Linked DNA regions of Mus musculus: region 2 is linked to region 1. The links are chromatin contacts, called in public promoter capture Hi-C maps. All regions are on one chromosome and are shown on one strand. Each heading gives the region's core, a stretch centred on a gene start, on an enhancer-like site or on the middle of the called end of the contact. The rest is flanking DNA. Distances are from core to core; before and after follow the strand shown. Region 1 holds the start of Zfp157 (zinc finger protein 157). Region 2 holds the start of Cox19 (cytochrome c oxidase assembly protein 19).

What was found. Promoter capture Hi-C pulls out the DNA fragments that hold promoters and counts their contacts.
Region 2: a promoter capture Hi-C map of embryonic stem cells shows a contact between it and region 1, with 3 times the contacts expected there. The contact joins the promoter of Cox19 here to the promoter of Zfp157 in region 1. A contact is called at or near these places in 1 of 39 promoter capture datasets (embryonic stem cells) and 1 of 115 datasets of contacts at active chromatin or transcription factors (bone marrow-derived macrophages).

What each region holds. Positions count from the first base shown.
Region 1 is chr5:138,440,078-138,442,777 of GRCm38.p6, reverse strand. Zfp157 (zinc finger protein 157) reads right to left here and starts at 1,302. Exons shown (of 5, transcript NM_028130.3): 1 at 1,149-1,302. The coding sequence starts at 1,151.
Region 2 is chr5:139,343,773-139,346,472 of GRCm38.p6, reverse strand. It overlaps Cox19 (cytochrome c oxidase assembly protein 19), which reads left to right and starts at 1,307. Exons shown (of 3, transcript NM_197980.1): 1 at 1,307-1,401. The coding sequence starts at 1,320.

The DNA.
Region 1 (2,700 bases), core at 53-2,552:
ATAAATAAATAAGCAAACAAACTGTAAAAAAATTAGGAAGCTAAAAAACACATAAATAAAAATCTGTAAATGAAGTGAAATTGTGAAGAACAGGAAGAGGCTCACAAGGCCCCATTTCTCCTTGAGGATGTATAGGCAGTTAATGGTTGCATAGGGAGAGGCTCAGGAGAGCCTCTTTATTCCGTAGTATAGTAGTATAGACAATGGTGGGGCCCATGCTCCTGTAACTAACCTTCTTCCTATGTAGAAGTCGGGGGGGTCATTTAAAAAAAAAAAAAAAACTAATACTAAGGGGAAGTACTGGAAAAGAGGAAGAGAATCTGAGGGAGTAGGAAAAGGACCGGGAGGATAACAGAGGTTAGGTAGAAGAAAATACAACATTACACATAGATATAAGATGTAATGAAATGAAAGTCACTACGGTGTACCATTAATATATAAATGCTAAAATCGTGAAAGGAAAAAAAAAAGGACAAGTAACTAACTGGCTTAGGGCAGAGCACTACCTTGCATAAATGAATTCCTAGACTCCATCCCTAGAAATAGAGAGCCAGAGGCAGAAGACAGAGGGAGAGTGAAGGAAACAGCAGAGAGGAGAAGAAGTACCTACTCCGGGTCACTCAGGGACTCCCGGGACTTGAAGGACCGGGCTCATGAACAAAACGTGATGGGCTGAGATGGGTTGAGAGGTGAGGAAGTGGGCGGGGAAGGTCATGCTCACGGGCTTCCATAGAGGTTCTGAGATAGAAACATCACAAGATTGTGACTTGAGAAGCCAGGGACAAACGTGGAGATGCAAGATGAAGAGACGGGGCGGGGCGCCGGCTGCAGAAAAATCCTGGGGAGGCCGATGGCCTTGAGGGCCCAGAGACCAAGAAGGCAGCAATCCCCCATGCTGGTCAAAGTCCTACCAGATCTGGAGGCGGCCGACAAACTCCCGGCCGCGCTTGGGCAGTCATAAGTCCCGCAGTCCCGGTGTCCCCACCTAGGAGGCATCCATAGCAGCCCTGGTCATGGGAATCACGCGGACGCGACAAGACCCCCGAGCTGCAGCAGCCAGCTCAGCCTGGCCACAGCGCAGGCAGCAGGGGCACAAGCGACCCCGATGCGGGACGCGGGGCTAGGGGCCTTGTCGTGGGTAAACGCACCATTTCGGGACTCAGGTGAGCGCCCCGCCTCGCGCTGGGTGTCCAGGTACCAGCGAGTCACACGGCGACAGACACTAGGTGCAATCCAGAACACAGAGCTGGGAGAAGAAAGCGGCCACAGATGCCAAGATGGCGGGGTCAGCAACAACGTACGCAAGGCCCGCCTCCTCCCTTCCGACCGTGTGTCTGATTGGGTAGCCTTCAGTCTATTGTGTCTGATAGGGTAGCGCTTCAGGTCCACCCTGAGTGACAGTTCACGCTTCAACCCAGGGGTGGATGAAGCCAGAATTGACAAGGCCTTGCTTTCATGGGTAAATTAAGGCAGGGCTTCCTGTGACAGAACCTCCTTCCTTTTTGTTTTCACTTAACCTTGTAAATAAAGTATCTGAAAATGTGTGAATTGTATATAAATCTATATACATTGTTCGTGCCCTATGTATTCCAAGAACAAATTTAAGTATTCACTTAAAACAATCAAAACAAACATTTGGATTTGATTTTAAAAACTACCATTTAGGAAACCAATGCTGCTATGGATGCTTTTCATTGTTTACCTTAAGAAATATTTGAAAACATGTATAATGCATCCCACATACATGCAAAATATTTCCATTCCTTGGTCTTTAATCCCAGCACAAACAGAGGCCTACTGGTTTCTTTCTTTCTTTCTTTCTTTCTTTCTTTCTTTCTTTCTTTCTTTCTTTCTTTCTTTTTTTTTTTTTTCTATTTCCAACATAAACAATAATCAAATCTCTGTTATTAGGTCACCTTCCCAAGAAAGCTAGGGACATTCATACAGATGTGTATGCAAGGAATACATTTTCTCTTGTAACAATGTAGCCGAACAAGGGATCATGTCTTGAATTTGTTCTTTGATTTTAGCTAGGCAAAGCCTCACAGCATACATGGATATCATGCATAGTTCAGGCATCACAAACCATAGAACTTGTGATTGTAACTTCTGACATCATAGCAAAGGTTTCCAGTGGAATAAAGAACCAGTGAAATCAGAGTCCAGGATCTAGAACCCAGGCATTAATACGGTTAAAATGCTTTCCAGAGTAATTCAGTATGACTCCAGTCCCCCAAGACAATAGCTGTCAAGGATTACTTCGTAGTGGTTTCTTAAATTCCTTACTAATTATTTTTGAACAAACTTCTATTCTCCCCAGATTGAACAAAAGCAACAGAACAAAAAAAAAAAATCAGATTCATTCAAGCATAGCTTGGTATATTATCTCAGTCAGTGTTCTTTTGCTGTGAAGAGACACCATAACCAAGGCAATGGCTTTTAAAAAAGAAAGCATTTAACGGGGGCTTGCTTACAGTTTCGGCCATTTAGTCTATGACTCTCAAGGTAAGGAGCATGGTGGCACACAGACAGAAATGTGCTGGAGAAGTAGCTGAGAGTTCTACATCCAGATCTGCAGACAGCAGGGAGAGAGACACTGGGTCTGTCTTGGGCTCTGAAATCTCAAAGCTCATTGCTAGTGGCACACTTCTTCCAGCAAGGGTACATCTACCCCCAACAAGGTCACACCTCCTAATTCTT
Region 2 (2,700 bases), core at 58-2,557, 900 kb before region 1:
ATAACAACAGCAAAGAGTCAGTAGAGTGCACCCCACTACCATAGAACAGTCCCCCCCAAATCCACCTGGCACAGTCCCAGCCCCCAGGACCTTTTGAAATAATGTTGTGGCAGATGTAAGCAGCAGAGGTTAAAATTGTTGGGATGAGCTGAGCATGGTGGAGCACAACTTGAATCCCAGCACTTGGGAGGCAGAGGCAGGTGGATCTCTGAGTTCAAGGCCAGCCTGGTTTACAGAGTTCCAGGACAGCCAGAGCTACAGAGAAACCCTGTCTCAAAAGAAAGAGAGAGAGAGAGAGAGAGAGAGAGAGAGAGAGAGAGAGAGAGAGAGAGAGAAAGAGGGAAAGAGGGAAAGAGGGAGAGAGAAAAAGAGAAAGGGAAGAAGGGAGGAAGGAAAGAAAGAAAAAAGAAAATCAGACAGCAAAGAAGGAAGGAAGGAAGGAAGGAAGGAAGGAAGGAAGGAAGGAAGGAAAGAGAATTGATTGTTGGGATGGCCCTACCCCGGTGTGGCAATGTCATAAAAGGAATACTTGGATACAGAAACATGGGAGAATGTTCCCAGAAGTGGAGGCCCCGGAGGGAGATATCTAGCAGCCCAGAATTACCTAAAATTGACAGAACATCTCAGAGGCTGGGAGAGAACCTGGGCTCCCTGGAACAGACAGCAGGGACAGCAGGCCACAAGAGGGCTGATGACCAACACCTTAGGATCAGACTTCTGGTCTCTTGAACCACAGAAGATGCCCTTTGGGGAGATTTTCTTTTGTTTTGTGGGACTGGCTACATAGCCCAGGTTTGCTGAAAACTCAGGCAATCCTTCTGCCTCAGCCCCCTAAGCGCTGTCTACAGGTGTGAGGGACTGCACCCTGCTTTATTTTCTGTTTGTAAAACCCGTTTGTATCACTGTGTCACGGCACTGGCAGTAAGCTAGCCACCCCTCCTTTAGTGTGCTTCTTTCCCTCTGAGTAGATGGGAAACTCAGTCCCTGGAAGACAGATGGGTGGGATGAAGATCCCGGGGCACAGACTGGTGTCCTCGGGCAAATGGCTGCATCTTTCTGTCCTTATTTGCTAATCAGTACCAAAAGATGACTGCCAGGCTTCTTTCTGCTTCTCAGAGGGCTGGAAACCAAGGGCAGATCCTTTCGCAACACGGCAGGGGCGGGGCTAGATAGGTGAGGCGGGGCTTGGTGGGTGGAGCCTGGGTGGACTCGGGGTGGGGCCAGTCGTCCGCTCGACTAGCTCGACGCTTCCTGGACCCGCTCGGTGTTCAGCCATCTGCCCTGCGTCGCCGTCGCTCTCCGCTCTGGATTTCGCCGTGATGTCGACCGCAATGAACTTCGGGACCAAAAGCTTCCAGCCGCGGCCCCCAGACAAAGGCAGCTTCCCGCTGGACCACTTCGGTGAGGCGAGGCGAGGCACAGGCTGATGGCGGCCTGGGATCGGGTGGCAGAGTTAGGAATACTGAATCTGGGTGGCAGCGTCTCGGGTGCTGAGTCTGAGTGGTAGGGAGTGCTGTTTCTCGGTGACAGGATCAGGGGTATTGGAAGTAGGTGGCAGGATCTGGGATACTGGTTCTAGATGGCAGGGTCAGGGGTACTGGGGTACTGGGTTTGGGTGACAGAGTTATGGGTGCAGGATATCTGGGTGGCAGGGTCAGGGGTACTGGATCTGGGTTCAGGGTCTGGGCTGCTGGGTCTGGGTGGCAGAGACTGGAGTGTTGTCTCTTTGCTATAGATGGCAGGTTTGGGGGCACTGGGTTTGGATGGCAGGGCCTGGGGTTGTAGATCTGGGTGGCAGAGCCTAAGGTACTAGATTTGAGTGGCCGGGTCAGAGTTGCTGGATTTAGGTGTAATGTCTGAAGAGTTAGATGTTGGATGTGACAGGGCCTAGGGTGCTGGATCGAAGGTCTGAGAGCCAAAGTGAAGGAGCTGAATATGAGGGACAGTGTGTGGGGTTATAGACCTGGGTGGCATTGTCATGTGTGTTGATGACAGGATGCTAGAAATGGTGGGTGGGGTCTGAGGTACTGGACCCTGGATGCAGAGCAGTTAATATTACAGGTCCTTCCCGGGTAGTGGGGCTGGGCGTGCTCAGAGCACTGTGGGGGTGCAGTCAGAGAAACTGAGTCTTGAGGGCCCCTATTTCAGAGGGCCACATGTCATGGCTCTCCAAGTAAGACTTGGGGCTAATGTGATAGGATGGTGACAGGCCTCCTGGAACGGAGCTTGATGTTAGGCCCCCTGGCGGCAGCTCAGCTCAGCGCAGGACATACCCACCCTCCCCTAGCTCCAGGCTCTGGGTCTGCCGTGAACATTAGGCAAGGAAATATTTTCAAAAAGCTTTTTGATATCTAACACTGGGGCTGAAAGCCCGGGTTTGGCACATGCTAGGCGAGTGTTCACCTCTGAGCCACGCCTCCAGCCTGGAGGATTTCTAGTCACCGTTCTGAAGTCTGCAGTTAACAGGCCTTTTGGGAAACTGGAACATGGGAAAGAAAAAAAACAAACAAACTGGGAGAGAGTTGGAGATTCAGATTACAGAGGCCGAGCTGGTGCCTGGCACGCACAGGAACCTGAGTCCAGTCCTCAGCACTACAATAATTAAAAAAAGAAAAGACTGCCCTGCCTACCACCAGCACATAGGACATCCCCCCCCCCCCCACCTACCACCAGCACACAGACCTCCCCACAAGTCCTACC